5 separate regions of the Mus musculus genome follow, and regions 2, 3, 4 and 5 are each linked to region 1. A link is a contact called in public ChIA-PET, HiChIP or PLAC-seq and promoter capture Hi-C data. All regions are on one chromosome and are shown on one strand. The core of a region is the stretch at or near the end of the contact, and the rest is flanking DNA. Distances in the headings are between cores, read along the strand shown.

Region 1 (4,769 bases), core at 1,210-3,709:
CCAATGCACAAATGCTTGCTCTGACCCAAGTCAATTGCCTGCCTCCATCTGAGGAAACAATTAGATGACCAGTTTCCCTGCCCCTGTCTGGAGGCTGGGGTTCCAGAGACCTAGGACAGGTCATGGGAAGTCGTGCCCAGAGCGGCCCAGTGACCTGAGTAAACACAGGGAGCTTAGCCAGTCTCTCGGATTTCACCCGGGAGTGGGCCCTCGCTTGGCTTGGGGACCGGCCGTTTTGTAAACTAAAGGGTAGCTGGAGCCGAGCAATCCCTGTTTCGTTACTCCTAGTTCATTCCCCAGCCCCTCCTGCTCTCCTCTCTGAGCTGCTCGCCCACAATCCAGAGCCTCCCACCCTTTCTCAGCCGGGCAAACTTCGCTGCCCCGCCCCGGCTGGGCGCCGGCCGACCCCGCACAACGGAGTGTCAGTCCGTCCCCGCACCGGGTCCCCGGGTCCCCGGGTCCCACTCAACTTCAGGACTGCTCGCTCTTCCTCCTTTCCAGCGCCGGCGGCCACCCGGAGCCTAGCGCTCGCCCGCCTGCACACTCCCTTCCCAGCACCGTCTTTCTCTTCCGGAGAGCCCCTTTCCCCGGAATTTAGGCAGGCTCTGTGGTTTCCCCACCCAGGGGGAATCCTGGAAGCCAGATCTTCGGCCCCCAGGCTGACAGTGAACAAAGGCGAGCACAGCGGGGCTCTGTGCCCAGCTCCCCAACTTTTCCGCCCCGCGCTCCTCCGAACCTCGGCCAGAAGCTCCGCTACGAACCTCCCGGGCCGAGGAACCGCCGCGTCTGCGAGAGGAGAGGAGGGGAGAAGGGAGACTTTTCCCCTTTCTTTCTTTTTCTTTCTTTCTTTTCTTTTCTTTTTTTAAAGCTTTGCTTCCGTGCTCCCGGGAGGGGGAAGCCAGCGACTGGAGCCCTTCTCCTCGCCCGCAGCGGCGGCGGCGGGGCCAGCGAAAGCAACCCGGCCAAGCATGAGGGAGCGCGGCAGGCGGCAGTCTTCTCCCGGCTTGGGGCCTCTGATAGGACACCCAGCAGCGACACCCCCAGTGTCCCCTTTCCAGGGTATTTCTTTTTACAAGACTCCTCCCTTTGTCCAACTAGCGCGAAATGAAGCAGAACTCTCCTCCATAGACTAGCCGGAGAGAATGAGCAGAGAGCCGGGAGGTACTGGGGGCCGAGCGTTCGACTCAGACCAGCTTCAAGACGGAGCGAAAGAGCGGAGGTTCGAGACCTTCCGCCGTACCGAACAGCTTCCCTCGCGATACCAAGCAATACCCCCGTTTCCTCTGATCTACAAACTCCCTGGCCATCCCTTCTCTTCGCCGGAGCCAGCCCGGAGGGCATGAAACAAACCCAACGCCGACCGTTCCCCACACTTTCCCTCACCAAAGAAACCCACGCGCGAGTGCTCCACGCAAACGCGACCCAGTCCCTAACAGGCAACCTCAAGAGTTCATGAACCTTCACAGCAGCGTCGCCGAGGCCGGGGTGCCGCCCCACGGACCTCTGCCGGGTGGCGGCGGGTAGGAAGCTGGTGGCGACGCCTGCGGGGGGCAGAAGGGAGCGAAGGGTGAAACTTCCCGGGGTCACCCGAGCCTGGGCAAGCACGCCGCGTACCTTTCCTTGGCCTCGGCGGCCCGGTCTCTTTGCCTCCGGTTCTTAAACCAGTTGCTGACCTGGGTGGTGGTGAGGCCGGTGGCCTCGGCCAGCTCCCGTTTCTCCCTCGGTGAGGGGTAGGGGTTGTGCGCGTACCACTCCCGCAGCACGCCCCGAGACTTCTCCTTAAAGCAGTAGCTGGTCTCCTCGCCGTCCCAGATGGTCCGCGGCAACGGGAATTTTCGGCGCACCCGATATTTGCCCACGGCACCCAGGGGTCGGCCGCGAAGTTTCTCGGCCTCCACGTAGTGCGCTTTCAGCCACAGCTGCTGCAGTTTGGGGTGATTGTGAGGCGAGAACTGGTGGCTCTCCAGTATCTTGTAGAGCTCGCGGAAGTTGCCGCGGTGGAAGGCGACCACCGCCTTGGCCTTGAGCACGCTCTCGTTCTTGTGCAGGTGATCGCAGGCGGGCAACGACCACAAGAACCTGCCCAGGCGTTCCAGGTTCCCTCCTTGCTGCAGAACTTCGCACACGCACGCCACTTGCTCTTGCGTAAAACCAAACGACGGCAGCATCGACATGGCTGGCGCTGCCGGGGCGCACGGGCCCGGGCGCACGCGGCAGTGAGCAGAGCTGGGAGAGCAGGGGGCGGCTGCCGCGGGGAGGGGGGCGCGGCTGCTCCTAACCCCCTCCCTAGCCTTGGCGCGGGCGAAGAGACCAGTCGAACCTCGGCGGGTGGGAGGCCAAGGAAGACGAAGAGAAGTAGGGGTGAGCTAGACTCCGAGTGGCTGGCGTTCTCTACAGCCTTCTGGGCCTCGCTGGCTCCCGCCTGCCGCCGGGTGGATGCTGCTGGTTGCCGGGGAACTTGGTTTCTGTTCTCCCCGCAGCGGCCTTAAAGCGCGCAGCGTCCCCGACACGCTGATTGGCTGCGAGCGGCGCCTATCCGAAGCTGGCCAGCCTGCGCGCCGCCCGGCCCGGCAGCAAAGCCGCGCCACCCTGCCGCCCCGCGTGGGGAGGGCGAAGCTACCGAGTGCTGCCTAGGATAAGAAGTGGTGGGAGGAGAAGGACCCGGAGAGGTGGGAAGTGAGGTGGGGTCGGGAGGAGGGAACTGGGGTGCTGAAAAGGGTGGTGACCAAGTCAGGACCTTGCGAAGCGGCGCCCTCTTTGGTGTCACCTAAGGGGAGCCTCACGCAGCACAAATCAATGGCTGCAGACGTTCTAATGACCCTCTTCTCCATATTCTTAGCCCTGTCTCTTGCAGTCTTGGCTTTTCCCGGTGAGCTCATATTTAATTACCTTAATGTTAAGATGAATAAATAATGGATTGATGAATAGCTTATGGAATGAGATAAATAATACAAAAGGAGACTAGGGTTCTGTGCTGCAAGCACTCTGAAAGTGGCTTCTTCCAGGTTTGGTTCCTGGAGGTGAAGACAAACCTAGCCCCCCACCCCCACCCCCACCCCCACCCCCCAACTCCTACACCCTTTCTCTTCCTAACTCCTAACACCTCCTAAAGGTCTCAAGGACTCTGATCTGGGCAACATTCCCCTCATTCTCAAAGTGCCTCTAGAAGAGGGATCAGAAGGGTTGACCCTGGCACTGTAGCATAGAGACACCAGGGCTTCATCTGCAATTTAGAATCTTGCTGTCCATAGACTTCTGGACTCAGTTTCCCCAGTTGTACGGTTGCGTTTTTTCAAAGCAACCCCTGCTACCGATGGATGCTGAAAAGCTTTACTTGCCATTAGCAAAAAAAAAAAAAAAAATTGGGGAACCTCATGCAAAAGGCGCTGAATGGGGTGTAAATTAAATAAAACTGCGCCCAGCTCCAATAACTGTCTGGTTGTAACATAATCCTTGCCCTGCTCTGAGAGGGACACTGCCCTCTAAGCTAGAACCACAGTGGCTCCAAGAAGATTAAATAAAGTGTGTGTGTGTGTGTGTGTGTGTGTGTGTGTGTGTGTGTTTGCAATGCTGGCCTATTTTACTGCCAGCCAATGAGATGTGTCCTGCAATTTAAGTTCCATCATCTGCTATTTTGTTTCTGTGGGGAGAATGCTTAGTAAAACTGCACAGACAAATGAAGCTGTAATTAACTTAAGCCTCATTTGCACACCTTGTTCCAAAGCAATTATTAAAAAGATTTCAAAAACAATTAGCCTCTCTAAACAAAGATAATCTATTGTCAGTGGCTAAGTCAAGCAAGAGATAAGAACAATGGGTGGAGATAAGGGAAGGTGGAGGGAGAGTGACTTTATGACTATACTTATCTCTGATTAGATAAGTTGAAAACAGAATTTTAAGTACACTTCAAAAATGCTTTTGATTCCGGTGTGCCCTCTTAGGGAGTGGCAGGGAGCAAACACTGGGCTCTTCAAACTAGCTTGTCTCCTTGCCGTGGTTTGATTCCATCAGCCAAAGAACTCTTTGCATTTTGAGATCCAAGTGAGAGAAGGGATTCCCTTTGTATTATTTAGATGTTTTTTTAAAAAATGCACCCAGTTCAGTGCACCCTGCTACATGCCTTTCAACATCATAAAGGGTTCCCACCTCAGGGCTGTTTCCCTGGAGAGATTGTAAGTAGCCAGAAAACCTCTTCTCTGATGAGCTCCCACACAAGGCTTTCTGCTTCCTTGAAACTCCGTCTACCCTGAGCAATTAAACCTTGGAAGCAGATGCTGATATGTCATTACATTTAGGCTTGGGTTTTTTTTTTAAATATATAAAATGCATTTAATGGTATTTATCATTTCAAAAGAGCTCCTGCCACATGGTATGCCTGATGACTTACTTTCTAAACTGGAAGCCTGGCACTGCTGAGCCCAAGGCTGTGTGCCTGGTAATTTTCCCTCGCTGTCTTATTTTAGTGCTCATGACGTTTCAGTTGAAGTCTTGGGGAACTGTAGTGTCCTGCCAAGAGGAATGTCTCTGCTTGGAACAGTCCTTATTGACATGGCAGCTGTGTGAGGACCAGAATGGGGACTTATACGGGCTCTCAAAATCAGTACCCTAAAGTCTGGAACAAGTGTGCACAATTAAAATGGGAAGAGGGTTATAAGCACAACCACATCTCTTAAAAGGCAAAGCCGTCAGTTGAGTACAGCAGATAATTTGTAATTAACTGTCTTCGTAGAGACAGGAGGTATAACTCACAGATAAGGACGGGTATACAT
Region 2 (5,178 bases), core at 523-3,022, 540 kb after region 1:
GGAGTACTACTCAGCTATTAAAAACAATGAATTTATGAAATTCTTGGGCAAATGGATGTATCTGGAGGATATCATCCTGAGTGAGGTAACCCAATCACAAAAGAAGTCACTTGATATGCACTCACTGATAAGTGGATATTAGCTCAGAAACCTAGAATACCCAAGATACAACTTCCAAAACACAAGAAAATCAAGAAGGAAGACCAACGCGTGGATACTTCATTCCTCCCTAGAATAGGGAATAAAATATCCACGGAAGGAGTTGCAGAGACAAAGTTTGGAGCCCTCGTGGTTCTTAAGGCGAACCGGCAGCTCTCTGGAGGAGCCAGGTCCAGCTCTTTAGGGAAGAAGTCAGAGTTGCTTTCACCCAGCCGACTCTACCTCTACAAACGGGTTGCTAGCACACTTTGGAGAGCTCTGCCTGAACTGAAGTGACCCTCTACTTCCTTGCCCCACTCTTTCAGGAAGCCTTGGTATTTCCAAGAGAGGCCCATCCGGCCAGCCCATTGTTCTCCATCTCATCCTATAGTGTGAAGCTGTTACTGGTGAGGTCTCAACTCCCTAATGAGAAACTGCCCAGAACCTTCTCAGCAAGCCAAACCATGTGCTAGAAAGGGGACAGACGACCAACCAGCCTGTTCAGTAAGAACGAGTATGGTGAGCGTCCTTAAGCGTCTTAAGAATGGCCTGGACTTTATAGGAGACATATTGGTTGCGGCTGGCCCTCAGGGAGCAAGCTTTATGGTAGAATGGATTAGACCAAAAGGTGTTCCTAGGAGACAAAACCTGTAGAAGTCACGAGATGGGTAAACTTAGGGTCTGCCCACTCTGACAATAACAACCTAGAGTGTTTGTTCCTAGAAGAGGCAGCTGAAAGCCACTGTGTGTCAGGGTGGCGCATGTGAACACTTTGCTGCCCTTATAATGCAGGACTAGGTGGACCAGCAAACCGCCTCTTGCGGAGGAAGGGACTTATTACATCTTGGCCTTGTCAGTCTCCAGCAGAACCAATCTTTCCTGCTCTTTGTGCAGTGACACACCTCTCCCAGGAAGGAGTACAGGATTTCCATCATTACCATTGCCCTATTAAAAAAATACGCAAACAAAACAACTAATTACTCTCTGCCGAAAAGGCACATAAACAGGATGAGTCTAAGCTGAACCTGGGATGACCCATTCCGGTAAAGATTAGGAAAGGGACCTCCCCTTCCCCACAGAACACCCGCCTCTGGCTAGGGCTCTGTCACCCTCCGGCAGGGTCTCCAGGCCACTACTTAGGGTGGGAGGTAGGAACTCCCTGCTGCTGATTTTCCGCATCCACCCGTCCTGCCAATTCTCTCCCCGGCTGTCTCCCACGCCTCAGGTGTTTGCTGGCGGTGGGCCTGGAATCCTTTCTTTTTGTCCAGCCCCTTAGGGCAGCCTCCAGCCCGAAACGCACCGCCAACCCGGCCACCGGGAGCAGGGATCCGCGAGCACTCAGGGCGGGAACCGCCCCTGGGGTGAGTGGGGAGTGCGGGCCCCCTTCACCGCGTAACCCCGGCACCCACCCCTCAAGGCGGTGCTGCCCGCGGTGCGCCACGCCCCCGGGGTCCGGAAGGCGTGGCAGCCCGCACCGGGCTTCTGAGAACTTGGAGCCCGGCGGCGCGCGGCTCTGGCCGGGATGCGGCTGCGGTTGCTGCTGCTGCTGCTGCTTCCTGGTTCTCAGCTCACCGAGTGGGGGAGAGCGTGAGCCCGCGGAGGCGGGGGCAGGAGGAACGGGCGGAGGCGGGGGCAGAGACGCCAAAGCTGGAGCTAGCCGGACGGGTCGCTCCTGCTCTCCGGGGAGACTATCTGGCCGGCCCCGGAGAAGGGGCGAGCCCCGCGCGCTCCAGAAGGACGATCGGGAGCCCAGCAGCCCGCCGAGGGCTCGGAGCCCGGCTCCCCTCCTTTCCACCTCAGGAGAAAGGGCGGGAGGGAAGGAGGGGAGGGGAAGATCCCTCCGAGGAGGCGGAATGGCCGGTCGCAGGGGGCTCGGGCGCTGCTTCTTCCCAGAGCTGCCTCCACGCCCGTGGCAGCGGAGAGGACTGCCCTGAGCCCGGGCTCCGGGTTCCCCAGTGCCAGCCAGCGCGGCCCCCTCGGGGCTCCGGCAGCAGCGCCGGCATGTCGTCCGGCACGATGAAGTTCAATGGCTATCTGAGGGTCCGCATCGGAGAGGCTGTAGGGCTGCAGCCCACCCGCTGGTCCCTGCGGCACTCGCTCTTCAAAAAGGGCCACCAGCTGCTGGACCCCTACCTGACGGTGAGCGTAGACCAGGTACGCGTGGGCCAGACCAGCACAAAGCAGAAGACCAACAAACCCACCTACAACGAGGAGTTCTGCGCCAATGTCACCGACGGCGGCCACCTGGAGCTAGCCGTCTTCCACGAGACGCCCCTGGGTTATGACCACTTTGTGGCCAACTGCACGCTGCAGTTCCAGGAGCTGTTGCGCACGGCTGGTACCTCGGACACCTTCGAGGGCTGGGTAAGTAGCGATCGCCTCACTCCTCCATGTCTGCTGGACCTTCCCTCCTTTTAATTTTCGAAACTCGTCAGAGTCCCGCTCCCTCATCGCCCTGCAGGGGAAGGAATTCCCTCTAGACTTCGGTCCTTTCCCAGGTGGCCTGCACTGTTGACGCGACAGCCGTGGGTGTATGCGGGCGCAGGTGGGACTCTGGGAATCCGTCCTCTTTGTGGACCTGGACTTTGCACTTAGGGGAAGCCCAATAGTGATACAGAGTTCCATCCCCCTCCTCCCGGGGTAGGGGGTTTGGGAATCACAACTCTCATATAAAGAAAAGCAGAGAAAGGGCGATATGAAAGGGATATGGTTTGAATCAAGTGCTTCAAACACTTCTTAGGAGAAAGCCATACATTCTCGCGAGTATTATTCATAGTGTTTATGGATGCATGTTGGTTCAGCCACACAGACGTGCACACGTGTTTCAGCATGCACATCCATTACATCCCAGAGGTACAAAAGCTACACTGGCAGGGATCAGAGTGAGTGCATGGCTTTGCACCCTGGCAGAGTTTTGTTTAGCTTTTCCCTTGGGGATTGGGGGCGAGGGTGGAGGCGGGAGTGGTGGGGTGAGAGGTTTAAAACTTCTCTGTTTGCTCTTAAGTTCAGTCAGCCTGGGTGTATGGGTGCTTCCAAACTATTCCTCTGAGAAGAGGTGGCCAAGACACCTTAGGTTTGGGTCTCCTCCCTCTGCGTTGACCTTTAGCTGCCCGCAACTTCTTATATGCTGCTGCCATTCCCATAGTTCCCTGGAGATAGAATTTTTACTGTAAATTTCTCGAGTGCCTCACACAGCGCCAGAACGCCCATATGTCTTAATCCTCACGCTGTCTTTGTGATGCCGGGGTTATTGTGCTCACTCTGAGACACTGAAATGATAATTACAACGAAGTGGTCTGGCAAAGTGTAGTGTGTGGTAAAGACTCTAGAGTTTAATAATGGTCTCAGTTCTGGCAGGAGTGGGCTTGGAACCCGAGGTGAATCGCTATTCAGAATCTGTTTGAAATTCACAAGTGGCAGAACCAGATGGACAGTGACAAAGATTCATGGATATATGTATTTTATACTTTGAAGTGTTGTTAATTTCACCATATATTCTGAAATAGTACAGAAGGCTTGTAAAAATTCACCTTTTAAATAGAAATTAAAAAAAAAAAACCAAACCCATGACTCAAATTATGGGGTTAATTTCACCTTGGCCTTTCTTCTTCTTCTTCTTCTTCTTCTTCTTCTTCTTCTTCTTCTTCTTCTTCTTCTTCTTCTTCTTCTTCTTCTTCTTCTTCTTCTTCTTCTTCTCCTCCTCCTCCTCCTCCTCCTCCTCCTCCTCCTCCTCCTCCTCCTCTTCTTCTTCTTTCTTCTTCTTCTTCTTCTTCTTCTTCTTCTTCTTCTTCTTCTTCTTCTTCTTCTTCTTCTCCTTCTTTGGAATTTAGTAATGGGCTAGATGGAAACTGATTAAATAAAGTTAAAAGTTAACTTTGTTGTTGGTTTGAGACAGAGTCTCACACAGTAGCCCAGGCTGACTTGATCTTGGGACAAACCTTTTACCTCAGTTTCCCTGAATAAGTTTACATGTCTGTCTGTGAATTTCCAGACATGGAATTGAACTGAGCAAGTGAATTCTGAGTTAGTGTTTGGTTAGGAGTTAGGCTGGGCAAATCTCTAGAGGAATTAGGTACTGGAGTGTGGTGGTACAGGATGGTCATCAGCCATGATAAACATGTCCTGCTGGAGACAGTCTAGATTAGCTTGAAGATTTGAATTCCGTGGGAGCTTTTAAACACCTCTACTTTTAAATAAACTAGAGAGGAGCCTCTGGGCGTGGGCCTCCAGCATCAGTACTTAGAGACTTCCTAGCTGACAGAAAAAAGTTAGGTTTGAGAACATGAGCATAAAGGAAGACCTAGACGTGAGGCTATGATAAAAGAGAGCTATGAGTAGGGTTAGCTAGGCAGGGCATGGAGCTGTTTATTGTTGCAGGAGATGAATGAAGATTTAAATGGGAACTAAAGTTCAAAGATCTATATTGCTTAACATTCTGCCTAGATGTTAATGGGGCCCACTAGGGGCATTTTGGGAAATTTAATGGTAGAATAGGACCAGCATTTAAATGATGCCGGTGATTCCTCATGAATTTGTATATTCATTTAGATGGTATGTATGTCTGTCAGTGTGTGTGTGTGTGTGTGTGTGTGTGTGTGTGGCTGTGTTTTGAAACCGAGGATAGTATGACTAGAATGTTTTCTTGTTAAGAATACTCTTCAAAATTATCTTTTACAGACTGTAGAAATGCATTTGTGTATCAAATTCAAATGCATAATTTGTTCACAGTTCAAGTGGAAGAGTAAAGATTATTCTGGTTGTAGTGGAACTACAAATTGCTGACCTAAAAAAAAAAAAAAATCCAGCAACTGCTGGAGCCTAAGAAAGGGATGTAACCATGAGTTCATTATAAAGCAGCCTTTTTATTCTCATTAGAATAGACTCTGAACCTCTCTATGCTTCATTGCCCCAGATACTTTCCAAGTATGAAGATGGTAACCAGTTATTCTGGATTTAATATGAGTTTGTTGGTGTTCTGTGGTGGGAGAAAGGCAAAGAGCTATTTTAGCAAAATGTATATCTGGTGCCAAATCCAGCATC
Region 3 (4,694 bases), core at 490-2,989, 560 kb after region 1:
CGCCGTTCAGGAAGGTCCTAGGTTACAGCTAGAGTCAACATAGGGGGAAATGTGTTAGTTCCCTAGCTCTCAAATACATTCTCCAGTGTTCTGAGAAGTCTGGTGTCCGCAGAGTGAGCACCTTCACAGACCTGCAGACTGTCCTCTGCTGTGGCCCTGATTTCAGATGCTGCCAGTCCTGGGGTGGGCCACCTTCCTCCATGCTGCTTTGTGAGATCTCTCCTCTTTCTGGACTGAGCCTTCCCTCTTCCGTCATCTGAAACATCCCCAGGCCTCCCAAGTAGCCTCCCTGGCTTTAGCTGACCAGGCGACCCAGCCCTGTCTAGACCTGGCTTGTTGTCTTTCTGATGTAGGCAACGGTGTCTCTCCACCTTTTTCCCAAAGAGAAACTACTTTTAAGGAGCCTTCTCTCCAGTCCATTCCCACAGGACTCAGCCTTCCTGAAGCCGAGGCACAAGGTCTTGGCTCCAGCTGAACCCAGGGGCACCCATGGTGTCCCATAGGTTGCTTGTTACTGATCTGGGTGGCTACTTCTTTCTCTTTTGGGCTCTTTGGGTTCTGTGTTTCTTCAGTGCTTACTGAGGGATGTTTTTCTCTTTATTTCTTTTGTACCTCTTCCACCATGCATCAGACATCACACTCCAGATGGCGTTACCTTCTTGTATACTCTTCACTGTATTGTTCTTGTGCCAGGGGCTCAAAAGCCCCACGTCCCATCTTTCCTGCTGACTGTGACCTCTGCTTCAAGCAATAGGCAGATTCAAAGAGGGCAAAGGGCTTTCTACTCTGTCTCCTTTGGCCTTCCCCCTCCCACAGCAGGATTAGGAAGAGGGGAAAACTATGGCACACACCTTTTCCACCTGAGGCACGTGCAAGAGCGGACCACTTGAGGGTCTAATGTGCTTCTGCACACGACCACTTGGGCATCCTCTACACATCTCCAAGCCAACAAGTTCACAATTAAACACTCACTTACATCTCATGATCACCCTGCTCCTCTGCCCATTTCCTGTCAGAGCTCACCATCATTCCGGTCAGCCGGGTACCATTGTGTCTGTTTCCTTCCGTCTGCCCCCAAGTTCATTTATTGTCGGATTCTGATGAATTGGATTGCAAATGGTTTGCTGTGTGATTTTTCCCCTTTCCATCAGCATCATCCCTTTTGGTATTCTTATCACCTGTATGGATTATTGAGATAGCTGTAGAGCTTTCTTCACAAAATAGACTTATTGTCTCAGATGAATCCTCAGGGCCGCCCCAAGGAGCTTCCTAAGACTCAACACTAACAGCTTTTCTGCTGGAGGGCTTCTAAATGAATCCTGTTCCCTTCCTCAGGCTGCTGGGGAAGATCCTCACAGGCTGGCTCCGACCATGTCTCTTCCTCCTCGTGCTTGCCTGGCTTCCAAGTTCATACATGGATGAGCTTTTCCTGTTCCTCCTTCTGCTCATGTTTCAGTTGCTTCGTCATTAGTAACTGTTGGAGGAGGAGGGAGAGGACTTGGGTAATAATGTCTGATGGAGTGAAGGAGGGTCTGTAGAAGAAATGTCCCTGTCTGTGTAACACCCACAAACAGGCCTGAGCACACACATCTCAACACGTGCTTTAGGCTTTCCTATGACAGGAGAACAGATCAGGTGCTCTTTGGAGGTTGTTGTCCTGTGGTTGGAGGGCAGAACCACTCATGATGTCATCAGAGATGACTGAGTTCAGGATAGAAGTGTCAGTAGGGAACTAGAGAGTTGTACCTCTGAGTATGCAGCGGGCACGTCTTGTAGGAAGTGGGTCCCGGAGTCAGTCTCCAGGGTAGGTCGGTGTTAACCATGCTGAAGGTGATGTGCACGCCTTCTCTCCTCTTCATCTTGAGGATCTAAATTTGTCACCTGGAGTTTCCCCTGTTCCTGTCTTTCTTTTCACCAGGCAGATACTAGCTGAGTGCTTTCAGCAAGTAAATGTGCCTAGGTCAGACTGTTGGTGGAAACTGGCTTCCTGATGAAGGCAGATGTTTAAGCCCCTGACACCGCTGCCCCACAGACTGTGCTGAAGGAATGTCAGTTGGATTGGACACCTTGAAGGGAGCCATGAGAAAGGGTTCTTTTCCTTCCCTGGAGTTGGCAGAAGTCTCTGTGATAGTTGGGAGACATGTGGGTACCCTTGTGGGAATATCCTTGTAAAAACCCTGATACCTATCTCTGTGGTCCAGCTCTGGTACTTTATGGGATGGGCAGAGAGAGTTCTAGGTATCCATTTGTTGTGAACTGCACTGCCAAACTGATTTGCAAGAGAAGGCCCTGCTTACAATAAGCTACTAATTCAGTGCACAGAGAAAGATGGTGGATCACATTTTAAGAATCATATGGTACTCTCCTTATTCATAAGGATGTTGATGGTTGTGGTTTGTCATTTTCTAGCGTTAGATACGGCTGGGAGAGGTACCCTTGATGATGAGTTGATCAGTAAGCACCGCTCTAGAGGTCTGAAGATGCCAGAATGTGTCCCACCTATCTTCGGGCTTTATCTCTCAGTTAATGAGAGATTTTCTTTTTATCTCTGCCTAAGGGCAGTCAATGTTTGACTTAGTTGGAATCCGACTTACTGGCTCCAGACCCGTCTTTCCACTGGGCTTCATTACCCCCTACTGTTGGGGCGAACTAGCCTTTGTGTTTTTTTTTTCAAAGACCCGACTTGATCAGAAGCATCGCACTGTAAGTGTTTCCACAGGAACTCTGCCCTTTGTCTGTGTCACTGTGGTGGCTGTGCACAGAACCCACAGGGCGGAGGTGTCACCATCCCCGTTGAAAATGCAACAGTTCTTTCCATCCCTCGGTGTGAATTTTCCAGTGGCTTCTGGGACCACTGTGGTGTCTTGAACCCCAGGGTTTACACGAGAACTGATAACGAGCAATCCTTACTGGTTCGTTGAAAGTTGGCATCTGGAAAGATGGCTTCATGTTTCCCGCTCAGTGAATATAAACGGCACATAAGGCACTGAAGCCTGTGGTATCATCTTCAACCCAGCCAGGGATCGTTAGCTATGGAGAAGGTGATTTTTTGTCCCTGTTTCTTTGGGGATCAGACATTGTTCTCAGTGAGTTTTTTATTTCCCTCTTATCCTCTTTATATACACTTGCTGCCTTCACGAGGTGGCCTGGATTCTAGTCAACCCTTTGTTGTGGTGGTGGTGGTTGTTATTTTCTGGTAGGTTCTCTCATGTGCAGACTGGCCTACAACTTGTTATCATCCTGTCTCAGCCTCCCAGCTGATGGCACTGCAGGCCGGAGGCTCTGTGCCTGGATTTCCTATTTATCAATAACTGAGGTGAAGCACTTGCCACGAGGACCTGGTTTGGGGGTTGATTAATCAAAGGTCTGGCTTGGAGCCTAGAGTAACTGCCAAGAGAAGGTGCTTAATGCAACTTCAATTAAGAAATGAACGAGTCTCAAACAAATGTAACCCAAGCAAGAGAGCAGGTCTTTCTATGGCTAAGTTTGTGGGGTAATGGAGCCTGTGTTGGTCTGGTAAACTTGACACGGGTACATCTAGAAAGGAGGAGACCTCAGTTTAGAAAATGCCTCTATCAGATTGTCTGTGGACAAGTCTGTGGGGACATTTTCTTGATTAATGATTGGTGTGGGAGGGCCCAGGCTTCTGGAGAGCAGACCTGTTCCTTTCAGGCCACAAAGCCTGCTGTGGGACCATCTGATTAGCTGTAGATACATCTGGGACAGCTGGCAGGTCTGTTTAGTATAGGTTTGTTTGTGAATGAAATGGATAGGTGGTCCTGGGTTGAATAAAAAACAAGTTGAACAAGCAGGGAAGCAAGCCAGTGAAGTGTTCCTCCAGTTCTGCCTCTAGGCTCCTGCCTTAGTTCCTGCACTGACTTCCCTCAGTGACCGACTGACAGGGAAGCATCAGATGGGACACACCGGTCCCTCCCTCAGTTGTTTTTGTCAGGGGGTTTACCACAGCAGGAAGAACCAAACGAGGACAATGACCAACAAATATGACATTGGACAGGACAGAGGAGACTTACCAGTTGATCCTCTCAAACAATGAAGGGATTAAACTGTTAGGAAAAGAGTTTCATTTGTTCTTGGGCTAAGCTAACAGGCGGAGTAGAGACTGCAGGGTGGATAACAGGTTTCTTCCTACCCTTGCCTTACGTCAAACTTAATGCGAGAAGTAAAAATCTCGCTTTTGGTCACTAGGCAATATTTTGAGTAATGTTTTGTTATAGAACATCCCATGACACACTGCAAAAATGTAAAAAAATTTGTGTGGAAGCATAAATATGTGTACAGAGAAGAGTTTTGTCTATAACTTGATCAAGCTGGAATGGGTAGAATTGTCTTTAACACCAAGAAACTCATCTGGGATATTCAGAACAAATGCTTTCTAGGTGTGAGTCTTGTGTAAGAAAGTGTAGTTGGGGCGGTTGGCTTTTCTGAGGTCCAGAACCTTGATGGGCAGTTGTTAAGTGTGCGTGTGCCCTGTGCTCCCAGAACCTGGATATTATACCAAACAGGTTTTGCATGCTGTAGTGCATGCTCTGTTGGATGTTGATTTCTAGTGGTGTTTTCTAGCAAGCTCCACCCCTATCCTGAAATGGTGAACATGCCACTCCAATACCGTGGAACCTGTAATTGAAGGGTGGTGACTTGGGTGCTCAAGATAGAAGGGCAACAGCTTGATCTCA
Region 4 (4,681 bases), core at 2,164-4,663, 670 kb after region 1:
ACAGGAGTGCCAATCAGCCGCCCTCCCTTCCCTTTCTTTGCAGCGCTCCTTGGAAAGCTACTGTGGCATTTTGCTGCTCTGTCAACTCTCTCCCTCCCTGGGGAACACAGAACCATGCTCTCTTTGGTTTTCTCTGAGGAGACACGGGGTAGGGATGAGCCACTGTCCACACCGTCTAAGCCAACATCCATCTACTGCTGGTGAAAGCTGCTTAGGGTTAGGTCAGGAAATGCAGGCAGCGCATAAGGCAGAGTTGGTCTACATTTCTCTTCTGGAAGCCTATAAAATGTGGGCCTGCCATTCACCCGACTAACTCCTCTTTATTAGGGCTTTAGGACAGATCTGCAGAGAAAGTTCCTTTCCACACGGCTCAGAACATCACCCCTAATGCATGACCCATCTCAGGGCCGGTGAGCTATTATGGTTGTAGTGAACCATAAATAAAATGCTCGCACAGCGCCATGTCATGGGCCCTCTTTTAACACACGGTGGGATACGCCTCTCTTGGAGGGCTGCCCTGTGCATTGTAGCAGCATCCTAGGTATAGACTCATTCAGTATCAGTTGTGCCCTTGAGTTAGTACCATGTATTCCCTGAGGAATCTGCCTTGGCTGGACGCTGTGGCCCTGCGTGACTGTCCAGTGATGTCCTCAGTGTCTGGCCTCACAGCCTAGAGGACTGTTTCTCACAGGGAAAGTGAAGTGGGCCCTTGTAAGAGTGTATATGAACCAGCAAGATGGCTCAGTGGGTAAAGGTACTGACCACTAAGCCCAGCTACCTGAGTCCTGGAACCCACATGGTAGAAGGGGAGAGCTGATTCCAAAGTTGCCCTTTGACCTCCACATGTGCTCCGCGGCATGAGCCTGCCCACACACATGTGAACACATGCAAAAATATATAAAATGTTTTATAAAATATAAAAAGCATGTGTATGATTGGAAAGGCCGTCATTACTGTCAGTGTCTGCTCTGTGGCACTTCCTGGGACTTACATGGCTCCTGAACTGGGTGACAGCAAGGGTTTGTTCAGTGTGGGTGAGGACCTGGCTCATACCCCGCTGGCTCTCTTTAGCCTAGAGTTCTGCTGCACAACAAGGCAGAGGTCTCCAAGGAGCCAAGTATGAGTTCACTAAATGTATTTTAAGTGGATTGTGTCAAACACAGAGTGGGAGGCGTGTATAGCTTCTCTTGTTTTGATATTTAATGATCATCTTTTCACTTTATCAACAAAACATCGAACTGGTGCTTTTTTTTTTTTTTTTTTTTTTTTTTTTTTTTTTTATGAAAGCCACTGCCTCCACTGTTGGAAAGCCTCAGGGAGGCCCGCTGTGAGTCGGAACCCCAACTTTCTTGTCCAGGGTATACAAGGTTAGATTTCAGAAATGGATGATCAAACCTTTGGAAGCATTTCCCAACTGGTATGGAAATATCTGCGAGTGATAACATGAGTGTGCTTTGAGAAAACTTGTAGTTTTTCTTTTTGTTTTCCATATATGGGAACATCATCTCACTTGAAAACAGCCATACATGGAGGCTGAGCATACAGGCTTTAGGCAAAGGCAGGTGGATCTTTGTGCTGTCCGTTCAAAGCCAGCTAGGTCTACACAATAAGACCCTGCCTTTTAACAAATCATGGTATTGTTAAACCATATCTTCAAGACCAAGTGGTCTCTGACTGTGAGAGCAGATCTCATCAGCCCGGACAGACATGTTGCTTCAAGACAGAATGATATTTTTGAGCTCGCTCTGTGTTTTCAGTTTAGTGTATGGGGGCTAATTAACGACTAGGAACTAAAAATCTATACAAAAAGAAAATAGCGGGCCCACATCTTAACTACCTGAAGTTAAAGGTATCGCAGTGTGGTAGGAAAAGGCAGGAGATGATCTTGAAGGGGCTTGAACAGTCTTCGCAGAGGAAGGGGCTGTCTCCACCCTGACCTGCGGGGCTAAAAGGAGGCCTTTGGTTATGAGAGAGGCCATGGTCTAAGACACAAGACGGCAGTGCCAGAGCACAGAACAAATCACTGGGACACTGAAAACCTAGACGGCCAGATGCAGCAGGAGATAGGAGAGGAAACGCAGAGGCTGAAGAAGCAGTCTCACACCTTTGCTAAGGAGTTTAGCCATAACCGTGGACGTCCAAGGTGTCAGTAAAAGCCCTCCAACTGGAGAACAGCCTAAGACATTCACTCAGGTTCAGGTTGCTGTCTGGAGAGGAAGGAGGCAGATGAGTAGGTGAGAAGGCTGAGCCAGTGACTTTTGACCTCCTGGCCCAGGGCTGTGATCCCAGGAGTGGATTGGCATGGACTGTAAAGGCCTTCACTGGGGGCAATCCAGAAAGCAGGTCAGGTAGGAGAGTGGGGCTCCATGGCCTTTTGATCTGGTAGAAGCTGGAATACAAAATCCTTCGCTGCCTGTCTGTGGAGACAGAGAAGAGGAGGGCTACAAAGGGAGGTCCGCAGGAGGGCAGAGATGGGTGGCGAGCAGGTAGACAAGAGACATAGAAGCGCATTCACAAGAGGAGACTCAACTAGTAGGGAGTCGGGTCACCAAAGAACTTGGAGGTATGTCTTGGATTGGGCAGAAAGTGGTGGGGGTTTTTGGCAGCGACTACAGAGCCAATCTCTCTGTTCCAACCACCCTCTGGAGTTTTACTACAGAATTAACAGTGTCCTCTCCCAGAACAGCTTTTCTAGTATATTTCTACCAACTTTCCTTCCTCACCTGAGGGACATTATTGTCTCCCTCACTTGCTGTGATGAACAACCTGATGAAGGTGACTTACGGAAGGGTTTGTTTTGGAACTAGAAGCAGCTGGTTAGGTCACAACCATAATCAGGAGACAGAGTTGAACACTAGGACTCAGCTTGCTCCCTCCCTTTTTATACAGCTGGGGAACCCCAGCCCACAGGATGGCAGCACCCATGTTGTAGGGTCTTTCCATGCCAATTAACTTATTCTAGAAATTTGCTCACAAATTTGTCATCTAGGTGATCTTAGATCCTGTCAAGTTGTTTCCCTTGTCTGGTACATAGGCTGGTCAGGGTTCATTGTAAGACAAGGCTGTTACAAGTTCTGGCCGCCAGGACACACTTGCCTTGGGGGTTGTGAATTCCTCCAGGTTCAGAGTCCAAGTTCCCAAACCTTTGCTTGCAACGTTGGAGACCTAAGAACCTTACCCACGATGAGTCTGTCCACACAAGGTATGCCTTGACCCCAGGCTTGACCCAAGGGTTGCTAGGTGTTTGAATGAACATCTTATGTGGTGTGCAGAATGATGAAAAACAAAACCATTAGACTCCATTTCACTGTTTCTGCTGTGAAGCCTTTGCAATCGTTCTTAATGTGGTTAAATTCAAGTGGTTTCCAGTTCAGGCATGGTGCAATCAAATTTCCTCACAAGGGTGCTTTCCACCATGACCTCTTTGACGTCAGTAACTGCTTCCTGTTGATGCGAACTCTCTGTCTGTTAACCCAGCTGACAACGTGGTCAGCGAAAAGTAACGAAACAGCGAGGCCTAGGAGACCGTTCAGCGCTGTGCTGTCTGTTTCCAGAGGCTCTTAATAGCACTCTGCAGCTTTCAATATGGGGCTCGTTATTCACACAGAAACACTTCCCTGCAGCTCTTGGAGTCTGATGAGCGTAGATAGGCCTTCCAGTTCAACAGCGCCTCGAGTCACTATCTAAATTATTCATAACCGTAAATGTAATTGCTGTTCTTTGATTTTGTTTTTCTCCATCTTCGCTGTGGCCAATGTGCCGTGACTGTTTCTTATTCAAAACGTTTCATTCCCAAAACAACATGTCTGCCAATGAAACATTATTTGTAAATCAAAATGATGATGTAGTCTAGTTTTAAACAAAGAAGACTCCTTCTTAGTGTGGCTGTAAGGGTGAGTAAGTGCTACAGAGGGAAAGGGACTACCACGCTGGCGTGTTGCAGTCTGCCAGGCAGCCCGTTTGTTTTGCGAGAATAATGTTTAAAAATCCAGAAGGCTGAGAATCAGACTCTTTATTCAGTGCTAGAGAACTGGGAAGCTGACTGGAACTGAGGGCTGGCTTGGTATAATTTTGGTTATCAACACAATTTTGTGACTCTTAAAAAATACTTCCTAGAATGAAAAGTCCTTACCTGGTCAAGGTCATTGCCATGTGGCATTAGGAAATGCTTCTGCTCAACAGCTGGGTGTGGAGCTAGGGGGACTCTCATTTCCTTGGACCTGCTAGACTTTGGGTTGCCTTTAAACTGGCTATGTATCAGGGCTGTCTGTCTGTGTGTCTGTACATATATGTGTGTCTATCTGTCTACGTCTGTCTGTCTCTCCCTATGTATGCATGTGTATATGTGTGTGTCAGTGTGTGTGTGTGTCTCTCTCCTTGTCCTCCTCCCCGTGTCCTGTGTGTGTGTGTGTGTGTGTGTGTGTGTGTGTGTGTGTGTGTGTCTGCCGGCCCTTGTGTGTTGTATATAATGGGTTACTGTTGGATGGGCTGCAGTTCTAGTCCTGGGGCCATGTTGGCTGAAGCTGTAGTGGAGAATTATGCAAAAGGGGTGATAATAGTGATAGTTGGTATCACGTTTTGAGCACTTTCTGTAGGCCAAATACTGGTCAAAGCTCTTGGCTTAACAGAGTTAGTACTCGAATTTAGTCATTTTGACACCTCCATTTTGCAAGGTGAGTTG
Region 5 (4,676 bases), core at 840-3,339, 920 kb after region 1:
ACTTAAGATCAGTGTTTGTATGGTTTGGGAGGTGATTCTTGAACCCCAACACACACACACACACACACACACACACACACACACACACACACACACAAACACACACATACCCCTAAGAGCTCCATCATTTGCGTTCCTCCCAAGGCAATAGGGTTAACTAACAATCAACTGAAGTCCAAATAAACTCTCTCTCTCTCTCTCTCTCTCTCTCTCTCTCTCTCTCTAAGGTTTCTCAATGTAACCAGCCCTGGCTGTCCTGGACTCAGATTGTAGACCAGGTTGGCCTTGAACTCACAGAGATCCACCTGTCTCTGCCTCCTGAGTGCTGGGATTAAAGGTGTGCACCACCACCATACCCAGCTAACATTTTCTTTTCTTTTTTTTAAAGTAAATTGTCTTAAGGATTTTTGTCACAGGAAGTAAGCTTTAAAGTTGATATGAAAATTCAAATTTGATTAAGTCTTCTGTATTTTGTCCTTACAAAGTAGGTGGAGATGTGATTGTAGTGGCTTTGTTTATGATAGCAAAATCTGGAATTTATATAAACTCCAAGAGGGAACTGTGGGCAAATTGTGTATTAATTCAACAAAGTATTAGTGTTAATTCAACAGTGAAAATAGGAACTATGGCTGCAAATAGCAGCACAGATACATCTTGAATGTTTAAAAATATTTTGAAGAATATGAGTTGTAGATTGCAATTCTATTTTCATAAAATTAAAAATCAACTATAGCTGGGCGTGGTGGCAAACGCCTTTAATTCTGCACTTGGGAGGCAGAGGAAGGCGGATTTCTGAGTTCGAGGCCAGCCTGGTCTACAAAGTGAGTTCCAGGACAGCCAAGGCTATACAGAGAAACCCTGTCTCAAAAAAACAAAAAAAAACCCAAAACAAACCAAAAAACCCACTACAACTAAAATATATGTATACACACTGGACATCAACTTCTGGCCTCCACATGGGCCAGGAGGTGTGTTCATGAAAACACACACACACACACACACAAACAAACCATTACAAACAATAAAATAAATGCATCCATACAAGCACATCCCAGAATACCTTTTCTAAAGATTAGTGTGCCTTCAAAACAGAAATACAGTTCAAATACAGAATGCTAACCCGTAACAAGCCCCTGGGAGAAGCTAAAAAGTGGGATTTCTAGAGAGCTACTTTAGCCAAACAGTATATCAGACAGTGTGCTAGATTGTCAGAGGCAACAACGGTAGGAAACAGCAACTGCTGCCCAGAGTGGTTGCATATTACTTGGAGAGCCACAAATTAATCACTCAAGTAAGCATAGACTGTAGGGGATCTTGGCAATGAGGAAGAACCACGGGAGTTCCTTCCCTAACAAGTTCTCTTTAGATCATCTTCCCACGTGGAGGGAGGTTAGGGTGGTTGCTACTGTAGAGTCACTTTAAAGAAGACTGGCAGGCTAAGTGTAGTTTACATAAGTCAGGAGGCAATGAAGACCTCAAATCCTTTTGGGGGCTGTTAGTTGAGGCAGAGGCAGGCGGATTTCTGAGTTTTAGGCCAGCCTGATCTACAGAATGAGTTTCAGGACAGCCAGGGATATACAGAAAACCCTTTCTCGGAAAAAAAAAAAAAAAGAAGAAAGAAAGAAAGAGAGAGAGAGAGAGAGGGAGGGAGGGAGGGAGGGAGGGAGGGAGGGAGAGAGAGAGAGAGAGAGAGAGAGAGAGAGAGAGAGAGAGAGAGAGAGAGAGAGAGAGAGAAATCGAGTCTTCATGTCCTATTGATTAATAGTTAGCAGGCACTACTATTGTTTTATCTACCTACTTATCTAATTTGAAGGTCTTATTTATTTATTTATTTAGAGGGTCTCTCTATGTAGACCTGAAACTCGCTGCATACACCGGACAGGCTTGTAAATCACAGAAATCCTCCTGTCTCTGCCTCTCAAGCACTGAAATTAAAGGCGTGTATCACACCAAGTTCGGCTTCCTAGACTAAAATCACCTTGCATTTACGCACGCGCAAGAAGCGCCACAGGCGCCAGGTAAGACCCGGATGAAGGCGGGGCTTGAGGTCCCGGATAGTACGTCACGGAGTGCGCGTACGTGATGTGACGTGACTGGGGCGGTGCTACAGGGCCTTCTGGGCATTGGGGAAGCCGGGTCCGGGAGAGAGTGAGCATGGGGACTCCTGCGGGCGCCGGGACCCGTCCCACGGGCGCTGGAACTGTTGAAGGCGTGGGGATCCCTCCGGGCCTGCAGACTGACTACGAGACGCTGCTCAGCCGCTTCCAAGAGATGGACAGCGTGCGCTTCGAGGACTTCACGGAGCTCTGGCGCAGCATGAAGTTCGCGACCATCTTCTGGTGGGTGTGCCTCGTCCTCCTACCCTGTCTCTCCTGTGGGGAACGCAGCCTGCATCCCCGACCTCCGCCTTGGCGGTTTCCGTGGGTCGCCCTTGCACTCTGCTGGCTCGGCCCTCTGCATCTCCACCGCCTCCATCCGAGGCCAAACCTCCTCCAATCTTGATTGCCGAATGAATCCGCGGTTAGAAACAAAGTATTCCCACCGACACAGGGTCCTCTACGAACGAATTCATTTAGCATGCAACAACTGACGTTGCAAGTGCAGGTTTGAATCTCTGTGTATCGCCTTTAGTTGGATAAAGCCTAGATTCAAGCCAGTAGCTGCCTTTACCTCTGTCCCCAGCCTCATCTCCAGTGCCCACACCTTGCACTCACTCTCTTGGCTCGAGTTGCTTTTGGTACTCCACTGGCGTTTCCTAGCCTGGGAATTTTCCATCTCCTTTTGCTTGTCCACTTCGTCAGTCATTTTTGAACCCAAATGACAGTTCTTTAGGGAATTCTTTTGGCCTTCGGGACTAAGTGAGAGGCTCGAGTTCTGTCTACCCCCAGCACGAAGGGCTTATCTCACCGTCTAGAGTATATTTCATAATTAGAGACGCAGTCTTGGATAACGGTGAAGAGTGGAGATGATGGGTCTTGGGCATCAGGATTTGAATACAGCTCTCCAGTCCCCCTCCCCCAGATCTGAGACAACCCTTTTTGTCTGTAAACTAGATCATGATAGTGTGGGAATTAAATGAATCAATATATTAGCTGGTTCGACGTGTGAAATTAATGTTCAGAGTTATTACTACTCTTTGATTTCTCCCTTAGACTGAACTTAGTGAGAACAGCCATGTGATTAATGTGGTATTCCTTACTTGTTTTTGAGACTTGCCCTCATTGTGTGTAGCTTTGGCTGGCCTGAAACTTGCCGTTATACCAGACTGGCCTTGAGATCTGCCTGACTCTTCCTTCTAAGGTCAGGCATTCACCACCTTGCCCACGTTTGAATACGGTGTTTGTATTAATTACCATACCATATAAATTCTTGAAAAGGGTAAATGATTGAATGGAATCTTAATAGATCTTTTGTTGAATAAAATAGAACTTTTTATATTATTGATTTAGACTATTATGTAGATTGTCAGTTATTACAAATTAAGGTGTAAATTACTACAGGTGATGAAATTAACCTGCTCTGGGGCAGCACTCCTCTAAGCCCAGAATGTGGGGAGAATGCCCAGAATGTGGGGAGAATGCCCAGAATGTGGGGAGAATCAAGGCCAGGAGTACAAGGCCATCCTAGCTACAAAGAGAATTCTGCAGGAGACACTGTCTCAAAACCCCAAATAACAACAAAAATTATTTATTGTACAACTGATATTTTATGTAGCTAACTGTAATGGATTCATTATCTAATATACTTAACTTAGAGCTCTGAAAAGCTGGTATAAGTGTTCCATGTTTTAGAGATTAGAAAATTGAAGCTTATAGCCGGGCGTGGTGACGCACCCCTTTAATCCCAGCACTTGGGAGGCAGAGGCAGGCGGATTTCTGAGTTCGAGGCCAGCCTGGTCTACAGAGTGAGTTCCAGGACAGCCAGGGCTATACAGAAACCTTGTCTTGAAAAAAACAAAAACAAAAAAAATAAAAAGAAAGAAAATTGACACTTAGAGGAAGTTAATTTTATCAAGTGTGGTATCAGAGGCTTATTAATTAGAGCGATCAAGAGGCAGGAGAATTGCAAGTTTGAGGTCAGCTTGGGCTGGAAGATAGAGACCCCATCTTTAAAAAGAATCTAAATCTATTATGTCTTCCTGTTTCCTTTTAAAACTTAGTTTAAATTTATTTATTTATTTATTTATTTATTTATTTATTTATTTATTTGAGACAGGGTTTTACTATACAGTCCTGGCTGGCCTGGAAAGTACCATGGAGATGGATTAAAGGTGCCATCACCTTGCACAGCCTGTTGTCTTGTCTTTTCTGTTTTTAAAGTCTTTCACTGTACTAAAGAGGTTGGGGTAACTTTCCCTCCTTACCCCCCCCCCTCCCTTTTTCCTGATAGGGTCTTTCTGTGAAGCCCAGAGTGTCCTAGAACTGAGTATTCTAGGCTGGTCTCAAACTCACAGAGTTTCCCCTGCCTCTGCCTGCTGAGAGCTGGGATTAAAGGCGTATGCCACTGCAGCCCAGTTGGATTTTCTTTAGGAGTCATTTTGGTCTCCACACTACCTACCATAGGTCTTTTGTGTTCTTTTACTGTACTTATTATTTTTATTGTTTCCTCTTCCATTTGTAATGAGATGTAATAAATTATATTAACTAAGGTGCTTAGGTGTTTACCATTTTGTTTTG

Evidence for each region. Promoter capture Hi-C pulls out the DNA fragments that hold promoters and counts their contacts. ChIA-PET counts read pairs in DNA pulled down with a chosen protein or histone mark. HiChIP or PLAC-seq counts read pairs in DNA pulled down with a chosen protein or histone mark.
Region 2: a contact with region 1 is called in a promoter capture Hi-C map of embryonic stem cells, with 30 read pairs. The contact joins the promoter of Prkch here to the promoter of Six1 in region 1. A contact is called at or near these places in 7 of 39 promoter capture datasets (the HPC-7 cell line, cranial neural crest, embryonic stem cells and 3 more), 4 of 484 Hi-C or Micro-C datasets (all in embryonic stem cells), 10 of 115 datasets of contacts at active chromatin or transcription factors (bone marrow-derived macrophages, craniofacial prominence, embryonic basal ganglia and 5 more) and 2 of 9 other capture datasets (adipose tissue and embryonic stem cells).
Region 3: an H3K27ac HiChIP or PLAC-seq map of thymic regulatory T cells shows a contact between it and region 1, with 4 times the contacts expected there. The contact joins the enhancer-like site here to the promoter of Six1 in region 1. A contact is called at or near these places in 1 of 484 Hi-C or Micro-C datasets (embryonic stem cells), 6 of 115 datasets of contacts at active chromatin or transcription factors (the SCID.adh cell line, differentiating embryonic stem cells, memory CD8 T cells and 3 more) and 2 of 9 other capture datasets (adipose tissue and embryonic stem cells).
Region 4: a contact with region 1 is called in an RNA polymerase II ChIA-PET map of memory CD8 T cells, with 8 read pairs. The contact joins the enhancer-like site here to the promoter of Six1 in region 1. A contact is called at or near these places in 5 of 115 datasets of contacts at active chromatin or transcription factors (embryonic forebrain, kidney, large pre-B cells and 2 more) and 2 of 9 other capture datasets (adipose tissue and liver).
Region 5: a contact with region 1 is called in a promoter capture Hi-C map of pre-B cells. The contact joins the promoter of Snapc1 here to the promoter of Six1 in region 1. A contact is called at or near these places in 7 of 39 promoter capture datasets (the HPC-7 cell line, hippocampal neurons, liver and 3 more), 3 of 115 datasets of contacts at active chromatin or transcription factors (bone marrow-derived macrophages, embryonic stem cells and stem cell-derived neural progenitor cells) and 3 of 9 other capture datasets (adipose tissue, embryonic tail and liver).

What each region holds. Positions count from the first base shown.
Region 1 is chr12:73,044,253-73,049,021 of GRCm38.p6, forward strand. It overlaps Six1 (sine oculis-related homeobox 1), which reads right to left and starts at 2,460. Exons shown (of 2, transcript NM_009189.3): 1 at 1,615-2,460. The coding sequence starts at 2,174. Gm51264 (predicted gene, 51264) reads left to right here and starts at 1,633; the gene lies at 1,633-1,696.
Region 2 is chr12:73,583,024-73,588,201 of GRCm38.p6, forward strand. It overlaps Prkch (protein kinase C, eta), which reads left to right and starts at 1,773. Exons shown (of 14, transcript NM_008856.4): 1 at 1,773-2,502. The coding sequence starts at 2,140. It overlaps LOC115488016 (collagen alpha-1(I) chain-like), which reads left to right and starts at 655. Exons shown (of 3, transcript XM_030247047.1): 1 at 655-744; 2 at 1,188-1,286; 3 at 1,407-2,112. The coding sequence starts at 655. The coding sequence ends at 2,072.
Region 3 is chr12:73,602,157-73,606,850 of GRCm38.p6, forward strand. The region is part of intron 1 of Prkch (protein kinase C, eta); the gene reads left to right. Among named protein-coding and RNA genes, the nearest start is that of Prkch, 20 kb to the left of the region's middle. Within about 2 kb of position 1,740, at least 58 of the 459 cell types and tissues checked have an H3K27ac peak or open chromatin away from gene starts, as enhancers often do. A contact at or near this core is called in the SCID.adh cell line, memory CD8 T cells, regulatory T cell precursor and 1 more, where this site is marked.
Region 4 is chr12:73,712,633-73,717,313 of GRCm38.p6, forward strand. All of the region lies in intron 9 of Prkch (protein kinase C, eta), which reads left to right. Among named protein-coding and RNA genes, the nearest start is that of Gm34189, 67 kb to the right of the region's middle. Within about 2 kb of position 3,414, at least 86 of the 459 cell types and tissues checked have an H3K27ac peak or open chromatin away from gene starts, as enhancers often do. A contact at or near this core is called in memory CD8 T cells and thymic regulatory T cells, where this site is marked.
Region 5 is chr12:73,962,408-73,967,083 of GRCm38.p6, forward strand. Snapc1 (small nuclear RNA activating complex, polypeptide 1) reads left to right here and starts at 2,090. Exons shown (of 10, transcript NM_178392.5): 1 at 2,090-2,339. The coding sequence starts at 2,155.